Linked DNA regions of Mus musculus: region 2 is linked to region 1. A link is a contact called in public promoter capture Hi-C data. All regions are on one chromosome and are shown on one strand. The core of a region is the stretch at or near the end of the contact, and the rest is flanking DNA. Distances in the headings are between cores, read along the strand shown. Region 1 holds the start of Hcn2 (hyperpolarization-activated, cyclic nucleotide-gated K+ 2). Region 2 holds the start of Arhgap45 (Rho GTPase activating protein 45).

Evidence for each region. Capture Hi-C pulls out chosen DNA fragments and counts their contacts.
Region 2: a contact with region 1 is called in a promoter capture Hi-C map of pancreatic islet. The contact joins the promoter of Arhgap45 here to the promoter of Hcn2 in region 1. A contact is called at or near these places in 1 of 39 promoter capture datasets (neural stem cells), 1 of 115 datasets of contacts at active chromatin or transcription factors (pancreatic cancer cells) and 2 of 9 other capture datasets (liver and pancreatic islet).

Annotation. Positions count from the first base shown.
Region 1 is chr10:79,714,556-79,721,141 of GRCm38.p6, forward strand. Hcn2 (hyperpolarization-activated, cyclic nucleotide-gated K+ 2) reads left to right here and starts at 2,079. Exons shown (of 8, transcript NM_008226.2): 1 at 2,079-2,664. The coding sequence starts at 2,114.
Region 2 is chr10:80,012,538-80,019,021 of GRCm38.p6, forward strand. It overlaps Arhgap45 (Rho GTPase activating protein 45), which reads left to right and starts at 4,135. Exons shown (of 23, transcript NM_001142701.1): 1 at 4,135-4,381; 2 at 5,243-5,567. The coding sequence starts at 4,289. It overlaps Abca7 (ATP-binding cassette, sub-family A (ABC1), member 7), which reads left to right. Exons shown (of 47, transcript NM_001347081.2): 41 at 775-881; 42 at 1,082-1,223; 43 at 1,309-1,443; 44 at 1,692-1,795; 45 at 1,931-2,023; 46 at 2,410-2,650; 47 at 2,769-3,035. The coding sequence ends at 2,921.

The sequences.
Region 1 (6,586 bases), core at 829-3,328:
CATACATACAGACCGACAGACAGAAAGACAAATAAAATGAGACAAATACATCTAAAAGACAAAAACGTAGCTAAATAAGTAAGGACAGCTCCTGAGTAATGACACCCAAGGTTGACCTCTGGCTTCTGCACATGCACACATACACACACATACACATCAGCCCTGAGCCACTCACTTACTGAATATCAGAAAAAAACCTCATGTGTCAGCATGGACATGGGGAGACCAGGTAGCCACAGCTAGTTTCTACTCGTTGAAAGCACCTGGCTCAGGGCTGGAGAGATGGCTCAGTGGTTAAGAGCACTGACTGCTCTTCTGAAGGTCCTGAGTTCAAATCCCAGCAAACACATTGTGGCTCATAACCACCAATAATGAGGTCTGACGCCCTCTTCTGGTGCATCTGAAGCTACAGTGTACTTAAATTTAATAATAAATCTTAAAAGAAAAAGAAGACACCTGGCTCTTTTTAGAATCCTTTGTGAGCCCAAGGGCTGCCTGGCAGAGCAGTCTCCTGGCATGGCAGGTCCTCTGCCAGCCAGTAGCCATGCTGCCTCCTCCCCTGCACTCAACCACAAGTCCTGGAGCTCTGGCGACCTGCCCAGCTGACATCTTCCCAGGGTGAACATAAAAGATCCCCCTTCATCTGGAACAGGCATGTGCCCTGGGGCGGAGCAGCCTGGCACTGTCAACTGTGATGTTCAAAAGTGGAGGCCAGAGGGGTGCCAGGGGCAGCTCCAGAGTCCCCGGGGTCGGGGCAGCCCATCTGTGTCAGATGAGGGCATGCAGCTGGCATGGCACATCCAACATCACTGGACACCTACTGTGAGCAGACAGAAGTCATAGCCCCATTCTTGAGACACTCAACCAATAGCTAAATATGAGGTCAGGCCAGAAACAGTGAAGGCTGTAGGGACCTTGATGACCCATAAAGGGCTGGAAGGGTCCAAGAGAAGTTAAGAGGGACCCAGAAGATCTAAAAGGGTCTAGAAAGGGTCCAGAAGCATCCAGGGGAGTTTGTAAAAGGTCAGAAGGATTTAAGTGAACTTAGGGTCCAGGGAAATAAGGGAGAATCTAAGGATGCCCAGAGGGGACATAAGAAGGTCCCAAGAGTCTCCTGAATGAGAACTTTCTTCCCACCAGTTCACAGCTATTCTTCCCCTGTATTTCCTCCCTTCTCCCCAACATCCTGTCATAAAATCCTCTCCACTCTTTGGTGAAGAAGGGTGGGAATTTAGAGTCAGAACTAGTGTCACCTGGCTCCAGCCTCAGGCCACAGCCTTAGGACCCCCAGGAGCCAATGTCTCCCCGGACCTGGGGTAAAGTGTGGAATGTAACTGATGCCTGAGTCAAGGTGGCAGAGAGTAGGGGTCGGGTATATGTACAGAGGCAGAAGTTGAACCAGGATCCCCTGGAGACCGCTAAGGACTACCTAACCTGGGATCCTCACTTTTTAAGGGAGAAGTCGCCAGAAGCCACAGGAGTCTTGCTACTGTTTTTGTTGCCTGACCATGCCTCAGTTTCCCCACAAGTAGGGCTTGGAGATGGGCTGAGATTAGAACCCAGAATGATCTCAGCCCTTCTCACAAATATTCATAGGTTTCTGCCTTGGAGGCGGTGAAAGCGACAGAGCCAGAGATATGGTAGCCTCCGGGAACACACTTTTATTATGGAATCTGCCACCTTGAACCGAGAAAGGAGTTGGCACCCGAGGGGTGAGCGTCAGCGGTTGCCCCGCCCGCGGTGTCCTCGAGATCGCGGAGGAACCCCAGAGTGGACCAGGGCTTGGTCTGCATCGTGCGTCAAGGCAGGGGCCCGCCGGCTGGGCTCTGTGACCTTGGGTTCGTCCTTGGCCTCAGTTTCCCCCTGGGGAACCGAGCCTGAGCGCATCTCCAAGGTCTCAAGGGGCTGACTGACCTTGAGCCTGCTTGCTGGCCAGAGCCTCAGTTTCCCCATCCATCCCTGTGTGGGGTGAGGGTGGTTCAGGTGGAGGCGGGGCTCCCGCCCCCGCCCCTCCCCCGCAAGCAGAGGCTCCACCCCCGGCTCCGCCCTCCCTCGGGCTCGGCCGGCGGCGGCGGCGGCCGCTCCGCTCCGCACTGCCCGGCGCCGCCTCGCCATGGATGCGCGCGGGGGCGGCGGGCGGCCGGGCGATAGTCCGGGCACGACCCCTGCGCCGGGGCCGCCGCCACCGCCGCCGCCGCCCGCGCCCCCTCAGCCTCAGCCACCACCCGCGCCACCCCCGAACCCCACGACCCCCTCGCACCCGGAGTCGGCGGACGAGCCCGGCCCGCGCGCCCGGCTCTGCAGCCGCGACAGCGCCTGCACCCCTGGCGCGGCCAAGGGCGGCGCGAATGGCGAGTGCGGGCGCGGGGAGCCGCAGTGCAGCCCCGAGGGCCCCGCGCGCGGCCCCAAGGTTTCGTTCTCATGCCGCGGGGCGGCCTCCGGGCCCTCGGCGGCCGAGGAGGCGGGCAGCGAGGAGGCGGGCCCGGCGGGTGAGCCGCGCGGCAGCCAGGCTAGCTTCCTGCAGCGCCAATTCGGGGCGCTTCTGCAGCCCGGCGTCAACAAGTTCTCCCTGCGGATGTTCGGCAGCCAGAAGGCCGTGGAGCGCGAGCAGGAACGCGTGAAGTCGGCGGGGGCCTGGATCATCCACCCCTACAGCGACTTCAGGTGCCGCCTCCGGGAGGGGCCCGTCCTTGGCGCGCCCGGGAGAGGGCGGGGCGCCACGTCCCGGATGGTGACCTCGGGGTGGTGGCAGTTCGAGTCACCGGGCCGAGGATGGGGGGTAGTCCCCTCGCGGTGACCTCGGGCTCGACCCGGACCCACCCCCGAGGGACCCTGGTGTGCAGAGGGTCCGCCCTTTTGGAGGCCTGGAGTGAGGGGGTCCTTGGCGCTCCCCCTCCCGCGCGCCCTAGTTGCAGTGGGCGAGAACCGCGGCCTCAGGGCCAGGGTCTGAGCGCATAGGGGTGGAGAGGACGAATAGAGGGGAACGTGGGTGCCCGTAGGCCGCGGAGCAGAAATGAGGGTGGAAAGATGGGTAGAAAGGAGAAAGGAAGAAAAAGGAGGAGGAAGGAAAAGAAGGGAAGGAAAGAAGGAAGAAATAAGGAAGGACGCATGGGAAAGGACGCGCTCGGGAGGCCTCGGGGAGGGCGTTATTAAGCGGGCGCCTCGCGTTCCCACGGTCTCCACTTGCGCCCGGGGCGGGCGCGTTCCGAGTACCCACACATCCCGGGTGTGTGGCTACGGACGTGGCCTGAGTTGGCTGCTGCGTGCAGCGAAAGAAGCTGGCGTAGGGCCATGACCCGAGTGTTTGCGTCTGTCTCTCCTTTCCGAGCGAGCTTGTGATGTGATGCCCGAGAGGGTCCTGGGGAGGCGTGTTTCGGTGGATCAAGGGGAGGCGTGTCCCTAGAGGTGTGGCTGGTGGGTCTCTAGAAGTACCTGTTGGGATGCTAGCTGTGCGCGCGCGTGTGTCCCGAGTGGGTGTACACTCGAGGGCCATAGGGAGAGCTGCGTGCAAGGGATGCAGGCTAATGACCCTATCTGCGGTGACAGTTAGGGTGCAGATTTGAAGACAGGATGCTTCCCTATCCCGAAAACTGTAGCTTGAAGTTTCAGGACCACGGACAGCTCCAGGACCTGTGGCGGCTCCTGCTTGTCCCTTCTCCAGTGCTTGATAATTGAGCAAATAGAGGCCCACGAACAACCTCCCTGAGACCAGAATGCCACCTTTACCAGGAACCTAGGTGTGGGGAAGATGCCCAGGGGTTAGAGCCAACAGGATTTGTTCTTGAATACCCTAGCCTGAGTGCCTTATGCCCAGGTTAGAGGTGGGGACATAAGGCCACCCTTAGGCTTGGGTTCTTGCCTGCAGTCCTGACCTGTGGCTGGTTTGAAGGTGCGTGGGAATGGGAGGCTTTGAGAAGAAACTGAGCTCCTACCTTGAGGCCTTGTGGGTGCAGGTGCTAGCCGGGCCCTGTGCATGCTGTGGCTGCCATAGCCCTCAACTATGGAGAGATTCACAGACCAAGAGTCTTGCCCGGAGAACCAGAGCAAACAGAAGGGGAGCAAGGGTGTACCTGGGGTTAGAGGAGTCAGTGTGGCCATCAAAATTCAAAGCTAGTACTTGGGGCCACCCACCTTTCATGTCTGGGGACTTGTGGCCCTTCCAGAACTTTCTGATTAAATGTTGACCAAGATGGTCTCCAGAGCCTCTAGGGGCTGTTGGAAACACCAAGTGTGTTGTCGCCTAAAACATTGATTGATTGGATGAAGTCCAGGTTAGCCCTCTACTGATGAACCCTGCACACCCTCAGCCCACTTTCTACTTTTTGTTCTGAGACAGAATTTCACTGTGTTGCTCAGCGGCCTTGAATTGAGCATCCTCCTGCCTCAGTTTCCTGAGTAACTGGGATAACAGGTGTGTACCACTAAGCCCAACAGTATTAATTGAACATTAAAAAAAAAAGAAGAAGATCCTACCCCGAGGATAGGAAAAGTCGTTCAGACATTGTTATACCTCAGGTGGGCAATATCTATGTACATAATATGTGTATTTTTTAATTCCTTATGCCGAGTAGTGGGCAGGGATCTTCCATCCCTACCCAGGGACTGGGCAGCTCCCCGTGTTGGCTCTGACTTGGTTCCCTAGTGGCTCAGTCCTGTGACTTGGCTGGCATGCCTGACATCTGGATGGGACTTTGGTGACTAGGTTGGTGACTTTGTCTCCCTGCCCGGCAGGAGGGAGAGGGGGAGTCATTGCAAACAGCAAGGGAGGCAGGGCTGTGGGATGTCAGGGCCTTTGGGTATTGGTTGCCTGCGGCATGCAGTCTACAGGGACCCAGAGGAGCCAGGTTCTTGGCAGAATTCCATCCTAGAGTCCCCGAGGACTCAGGGTGCCTGGAGATCACTTTAGGCCTTTCTGCCTCAACTTCTCATGACTCGAGGAGGTTGTGGTGTGGGGGACGGGGACAGGTGTCTGATGTGTCTGGAAGGATCTTCTAGTATTTCAATCTTTATTCCATTTACATATTGTGTCTGGGGACACCATGGTACTTACGTGCTGTTAGTCAGAAGGCAGGATGCAGAGCCAGCTCTCTCCTAACTCGTGGGTCCTAGGATCCAATCAGTTCATCAGGTTTGGTGGTAGGCATTTTTATTCAATGAGCTATCTCATTGCTCCCAGGTTTTTTTTCCTGGGGTGGTCCTGGGTCTCCTGATGCTCAGGCTTGTCTTAAACTCACTCTGATGGAGGATACCCTTGAACTCCTGACCCTCCTGAGTGCTAGGGAGGAGATAGGAATGGTCCACCATGCTCAGTTTCTGTGTTGCTGGAATTGTGACCCAGGCTTTGTGCATGTTAGAAGAGTGTGCTACCCACTGATGTCCCAATTTGAGATCTCATTCTGTAGCCCAGGCTGACCTCCCACTTACGGCAATCCTCCTGCCTCATCCTCCCACCTGCTAGGATCACAGATAGTCACCACCTCACCCGGTTTTACCTGCTGCTTCTGAGCGTCAGCCCTGGCCCTGAGAAGGTTCATGGAGAAGCAAGTTTGAAGGTTCTTATGGGGAAGTGTTCCAGGCCTGGATGTCCATGCTCAAGCTGGGAATCAGAGCAGCGGATACCTGAGGAAGGGAGAGGGGAGAGCCAGGCAGCCTCAGAAGCCCATAGACCCAGCCCAGAACTGTGGATGCTGGTTCTGAGCCTGCCACACCCTCCTCCACACACCCCCAGCACACACACTTGATGGCCAGGGCATCCTGTGAGGTCAGGGTCCTGCATCCCTGCATCCTGTGAGGTCAGGGTCCTGCATGTAAATCCCTGGAAATGTGCCCTTTATCAAGGCCCTAGAATAAATCTCATTCTCAGGGAGGATATGGGGTTTGGGCATGCACCTGCCTCCCACATGGGAGTGTTGGGACCTGAAGCTCTCCATGCTATGAAAGAAGTCTCTGGAGAGGGCAAGGCCCTCTTTTTCTAGGACCTGCACCCCAAGGCTATCGCTTCAGGGTTTCTGGCGGGACCCCTCCCCTTGCCCTGGCCTAGTCTGCTTCCAACGTACACTCAAGTACAATATCAGATATCCCCACCCCCACTAGCCACCCTGGCATCATTCCTGAGTGTCATAGATTATACTCTACCTGCTCAGGCTGGTATCTTCCACCCCTCCACCTCCACCTGGGAAGCCCCACCCACGGTGAGTGGCCTCAGGGCCTTTTTTACCAGCTGTTGTGACTGCCTGGGCACCACCTCTCCCTGAGACCATCAGTTCTTGAATGCTTGCCACCTTCAAGCAGTGTTCCCGAACACTGTACCCAGGTCCATCTCCCACACCCTGGCATCTAGCACAAATCCCACTTGATGGACATTTTCTCCTCAACCAACTCCCATAGGAGTGGGGTGTTGGGGAGCAGGTATGTGTGTGGCTATCTATCTACATTTCCTGGTCACTTTGTGTCCCTGGTGCTTGGTGGATGGTGAACCTTTACACATGTGTGCACCTGGGACTGCAGCTGTCTTTGCACCGGGGTTTCCAACTCTAACCCTGACTCCTGTTCTGAGGACTCAGTAGGCTCAGGCCCTGATCCTCTG
Region 2 (6,484 bases), core at 2,885-5,384, 300 kb after region 1:
CTCAGAAGTCCCTACCCAAAGCTATACAGCTAGTCCACACTGCCAGCCCCTCACTAGGGCACTCTTGGCTGGCACTCTATCACTGAGCTATGTCCCTGCTCTGAGCTACTTATGGAGCCATCAGCCCTAGCCCTCATTAGGCACCTACTATGTACTCCCATTTTAAAAAGCATAGTGTTATGTACAAACACAGGGTTTGGTTTGGTTTTTTTTTTTCTTAAGTTTTACTTATTTTATGTATGTGAGTACACTTCGCTCTCTCCAGACGCTAGAAGAGGGCATTAGATCCCATTACAGATAGTTGGTGCTCACATTTTTTGAGCACAAACTGTGATCACCGAAGGGGTGTTGAATGTCACTTTGGTGGAGGTCATCTTTTATCATGCCTGTATCAAGTCCTTCTCAGTTAAACTTTCTTAGGCCCCTACACATATGCAAACTCTTGCTATCTCTGGTTCACTGGCTGCTACTGTGGGTCAGAACACATCTGTGAACACGAGTGAGTCTACTGAGGCAGGAGGATCAGGTGTTCGGGGTCATCTTTGGCTACATATGAAGTTCAAAGCCAGCTTGGGCTACATGAGATCCTGTCTCCAAAACCACAAATAACTAAAACAAAGATGGCTCCAAGCCATTCTCTGCTAGATGAGACGGTTCTGCCTCTCCCAGAGTCTAGTGCCCTGCCCCCCACTCCCTCACCTTTTCTGGTAACACTGGGGGCTGTGGATTGCAGCCCAAGACTAGGGCTAGGAAGGGTCTGCATGTTCCTTGCAGTGTTTCGGGCTGCTGGGTGTCAACGGGGCAGGGAAGACATCCACCTTCCGCATGGTGACAGGGGACACACTGCCCAGCAGTGGTGAAGCAGTACTGGCAGGCCACAAGTAAGATGCTCCTTGTACCCTGAACCCTGGTTCCTATCCCATGTGTCCCTTGAGTGAACATGGTCCTTCACCAGGTCCCTGGGACCTGTGCCCCTCTGTGCATGGCCCACATACCCTGAGACTCCTGTGCTCTCTGCAGACACCCATGCAATCCTGCGTGGGTGGCCTGTAAGCTCTTTAGCTTCCTGTCCCCACCCCAGCGTGGCCCAGGAGCGGTCTGCCGCACACCGCAGCATGGGCTACTGTCCCCAGTCTGATGCCATCTTCGACCTGCTGACCGGCCGGGAACATCTGGAACTGTTTGCTCGCCTGCGCGGGGTGCCCGAGGCCCAAGTTGCCCAGGTGAACATGCCCGGTCCCTGTGCTAACCAGGACCTCATCCCTCTCAGTATGGCCCCGCCCACGCTCACCTGGCTCCGTTCTGCAGACTGCGCTCTCTGGCCTGGTGCGCCTGGGCCTTCCTAGCTATGCAGACCGACCCGCGGGTACCTACAGCGGAGGCAACAAACGGAAGCTGGCGACAGCCTTAGCTCTGGTTGGTGACCCAGCTGTGGTCTTTCTGGTGCGTGAAGACCGGATCTGAGTGGTTTGTGAATGGGAGTTACTGGGGCCGAGCCTTGGTGAATTGGGGTCTGAGCTGTTGGAGGCCATGGGGGACGGGGAGGGGAGCTGTGCAAAATCTAGCTTCGTTTGGGCTTTACCTAAGCAGAGTGGGGTCTGATTGAAGTGTGTTCTGGCTTACACAGGACGGAGTCCCAGTGGACAGGCTTTGTCACTGCGGTCCCACCAGAGTCCATATCTCCTTTGCAGGACGAGCCCACCACAGGCATGGACCCAAGTGCGCGGCGATTTCTTTGGAACAGCTTGCTGTCCGTGGTGCGCGAGGGCCGCTCCGTAGTGCTCACGTCGCACAGGTGAGCCCCAGGGTCGCACTCTGGCCACCTCGCAGGATGAGGTGATCCTGAACCCGGTGAGGTCCCTAGGGTGGAACAGAGCATGGTCCCCGTGCAGGCAGGCTGGGCCAGCTGTGCTCACACTCTCACCCACAGCATGGAGGAGTGCGAAGCGCTCTGCACGCGCCTGGCCATCATGGTGAACGGGCGGTTCCGCTGTCTGGGAAGCTCTCAGCATCTCAAAGGCAGGTGAGCAGGGCAGGATGGACTGGCGGGAAGAGAAGAGTGCTGTGGGTGTGGTTAGGGCTAGAAGATAGGGGCGGGCCATATGCACCATAGGGGCAGAGCCCGACTGTATGAGGGAAGCCTGGAAAGGTGGAAGTGCTCAGAGGAGCTTTTTGGATGGAGTCCAGGGGAGGTGAGGAGTGTCTGTCCTTCGATACAGGTGTGCCAGGTCCTCTGAGTGGGCGTAGTCTCTTAGACTCGTGGGCGTGGCTCGCAGCAGGGTAGGGTGAGAAGGAATTGGGTTGGGTCCAGGTGTCCAAGACAGGCCAAGGACAGGTCTAGTAGGGAGTATCGAGATTTCGAGGAGCAATAGGGGCCATGGCCTGCATCCCTGGTCCTGTCCCCTCCAGGTTCGGGGCTGGCCACACACTGACTCTAAGGGTCCCACCGGACCAGCCTGAGCCGGCGATAGCCTTCATCAGGATCACATTCCCTGGGGCTGAACTCCGGGAGGTGCACGGCAGCCGTCTGCGCTTCCAACTGCCACCGGGGGGCAGATGCACCCTGACACGAGTGTTCAGGGAGCTGGCTGCCCAGGGCAGGGCCCACGGTGTGGAGGACTTCTCTGTGAGCCAGACCACTCTGGAGGAGGTGACTTCGGGCACCATCAAAGGGTTTGAAGGGAAGAGCTGAGGTGCCTCAGGACCCTGGGCTGACATCTACCCCCACCCCATGCATTTCTGCCCCCTCCATGTCTCTGCCCTGCCAGGTGTTCCTATATTTCTCCAAAGACCAAGGGGAAGAGGAAGAGAGCAGTCGGCAGGAGGCTGAAGAAGAGGAGGTTTCCAAACCTGGCCGGCAGCATCCCAAACGTGTCAGCCGATTCCTGGAAGACCCCAGCTCTGTGGAGACCATGATCTGAGCATGCCTGCCTTGGGACTGAGTGGCAAAGCTCAGACAGAGGATCTCTGTACCATACGCTGGCTCCCAGAAAGCCTTGGGCTCTGGGGGAAATAAAAAGAAACTAGAATGAGAATGAGGCCACGGCTGAGTTTGTGTTTTAGGAGTCTTAGCTCTGTACAGTCCCATACACTATCACATGTACAGTATGCGCGTGTGTCCTGCTGTGAATTGCCTGCAACACGGACACTTCCCAGGTGTCCAGTCACACGTATCCTGACCTGCATGTACCTATGTGGGTCTGACACCCAAGGGCGGGACTTGTGAGTGTTTCTGACCGTGAAGTAGAGATGAGGTCAGGCTTGTGGAATGTTCCAGACGGTATAGAGGACCCTGGTACTTTCCTGGCCTGACCGGACCAGAAGCCCACCCCAGAGCCAGCCAGTCTTCATCCTGAGACAACCTCCCAAGCCCACCCCCAGCCATCCAACTATGAGTGGGAGGCACGGGACCCTTAAGGGGCTCCTCGGCTGGGTTTGTGGCTGGACCAGAGCTTGGAGAGCGGGCCTAGGTACTGCAGGCTGCGGCCTTTCTGGGCTGTGTCCCCGAGAGCCACCCAGTGTGCCTGAGGTCAGTGGAGTTTGGGATGGTTAAGGGACATGGTGTCTAAATTATTAAATAGTACCTCTGGGGATCCTGAGACCTGAAGCTCAGAGCTGGGATATAGAGGGCAGAGTGGGAGTGGGAGCTAAGTGGAGGCCAGCAGGGCAGTGGAGCTCCTGGGTTGCTGGATGGAAGCCACCCAGGCATGGCACCTTCAGGTCCTATGGTCCCCAGAAGACTGTAAGGCTGGTGATTATAGGGAATGGGGGGTCACCTGTGCATGGTGAGGGACTCAGGGGGTGTCTGTTTGATCTGTGTGTGAACCTGTTGCTCAGCCTCCTCTCTGGTCTTTCATATCAGTATACACATGACACTGCCTTTCTTGACTGTATGTTATGTCCCAAGCAAGAGTCAGCTAATGCCTGGATCGGGTGGCCACACAGGACACAGGCTGCAAGTGGAAGGTGGCCTGCTGTGGGGAACCTGTGTCAGAGTCAGTGTGCAGAGTCCTATAAGAGCTGACACTTGGGACAGTCACACTGGGGGCGGATCTGAGGTGTCACCTCCCTCCCTCTGCTGGGGAGCCTTTTCCTGTGTAGGAGACTTATGCGCCAATGAGAGCCAAGCCAGTCACGTGTGGCTCTGACAGCTGGGGAGGGGGTGGCCCTGAGCAATGTGGTCCAGAGACAGCCTGCACCAGGAGTTGCAGGACTGAGACCACCCCCAGACTCCCACCCTGCCGTTGCCCGCCTGTCCTCACCTAGGGCCACTGGGGCTGACTCCACCATGTTCTCTCGGAAGAAGCGAGAACTTATGAAAACTCCCTCTATTTCCAAAAAGAACCGCGCGGGGAGCCCCAACCCGCAGTCCTCCTCAGGGGTGAGTGGGGCACAGAGCGGGTGGGGACCCAGGATGACACCCACAGCCTGTGGTCACTGATGGGCATAGCATGCAACTACAACACCATGCTGGGTCCACGCTGGGGGAACCGGGCCAGCTATAGTCCACACCAGGCAGAATGGCCGGCGACAAGGAGTGGCCTGAACCTAGGAGGCCGCATTACGGTAGGTAGGGATGGCCTTGGGTGGCAACCAAGTCACCCATCTTGATGAGGGATGTCCCCGTCGTGTGCCAATGACGGTTGTGGGTAGTGGGTAGAACTGGTATTGGAGTCTAGTGACTACACTGTAATATGGGGTCTGGGCAATTTTAGGGTTCTGAAAGCCAATGGGGAACTGGTGTTGAACTGGGGTGCAGGTGTACAGAGCAGATTGGGGGGGTCTCCAAGTTTCTCCAGGACCTGCTGCTGCCTGCTGAGCTTTTGAGAATTTGTGAGGTTTAGGGGTACCTCTACTAGGTCTGGGGGTGTCCTGAGACACAGGAGCCTGATGATCTTTTCAGGTCACAGAAGTTATCCATGTTTTTAGAAAGTGGACACCCGTAGAGGTATCTGGGGTGGCTACAGGGTTAGAGACTCACAAGAGTCCTCCCCACCCCCACCAGGAAGTGGGGTGCCCCCTCCCTCCTGTGCCCCACAGGCCCCGCCTCTGGCTGTGGTTTGGGTAGGGACGGTTGTTTGTGAAAGCTATAGACAGGAGGATGTTGGGTAACAGGTGGGGGGGGGGGAGCTTAAAATTCTCTGCCCACTGACCTCTGACCCCTGTGAGGACTTTCTGGGGAAACTGAGGCAGTGTCTGGGATGGGGGATCCCCTTGACTCCTCTTCCCTATGCATACCTAGGAGCTGCCCAGGAAGGATTGGACAGAAGCTCCCGGCCTGGAGCCACCAGCCACATCCCTGTCCACGGTAGCCAAGGGCACAGGGACACTCAAAAGACCCACCAGCCTGAGCCGCCATGCCAGTGCAGCAGGCTTCCCGCTCTCGGGCACTGCCACCTGGACCCTGGGCCGTGGGTACCGAAGCCCCCTTTCTGCGGCCAGTCCGGCAGAGTTACCCACTGAGGGAGCTTTCCCTGATGGCGTAGAAGACATCTCAACCCTGCTGGCGGATGTGGCCCGCTTTGCTGAGGGCTTGGAGAAGCTCAAGGAGTGTGTGCTGCAGGACGGTGAGGATCTTCAGAGCAGCACGGAGGGAGGGCAGGAGGTGGGCAGCCTCTCAGCCCAGCACTCAGGCAGGAGGATCTCTGTGAGTCTACACTTGAGTCTTATGCAGGTCAGCCAGAATTACAGTGAGACCCTGACTCAGAAAGAATGAAAGAAAGAAAGAAAGAAAGAAAGAAAGAAAGAAAGAAAGAAAGGAAGGAAGGAAGGAAGGAAGGAAGGAAGGAAGGAAGAAAGAAAGAAAGAAAGAAAGAAAGAAAGAAAGAAAGAAAGAAAGAAAGAGAAAGAGAGAGAGAGAGAGAAGTGGCGCACGCCTTTAATCCCAGCACTTGGGAGGCAGAGGCAGGTGGATTTCTGAGTTCAAGGCCAGCCTGGTCTACAAAGTGAGTTCCAGGACAGACAGGGCTATACAGAAAAACCCTGTCTCGAAAAGCCAAAAAAAAAAAAAAAAAAAAAAAAAGGTAGAAGAAGAAAAAGGGCGGGGGGGGGATATGAGGAGGTTTCAAATAGGATGAAAAGAAGTGCATGTGTCAACTAAAGTTCTGAAGGATGTGTAGGAGTTTGCTGGCGTGCCTGGTCCTACAGGGGGAATGTCTTAGGCATTTGCTCAGATACATAGAAACTGAGGTTGTATGTAAGGAGCACTGTGTGAGGACAGAGGGCTGCAGAGGCAGAAGGACCCTGGCTGCAGCACTGGGGGACTGCAGAACACGGAAGGTGTTAAAGCAGAGGCCACGGGAGGTACTGGAAGTGAGTGGCCCCGTTCCGTTTTCTCCTGCATGCAGTTGATGATGGCTCCGTCCGTTTCCTCCAGAGTTATTTTCACCTCCTTCCTGTTTGTCTCTGGCAGCTCAGTGAGATGGGTCGGGCACCAGACTCAGCCCCCCCCGCCCCCCCCCCCCGCTGCTCCCCGGAAACCACT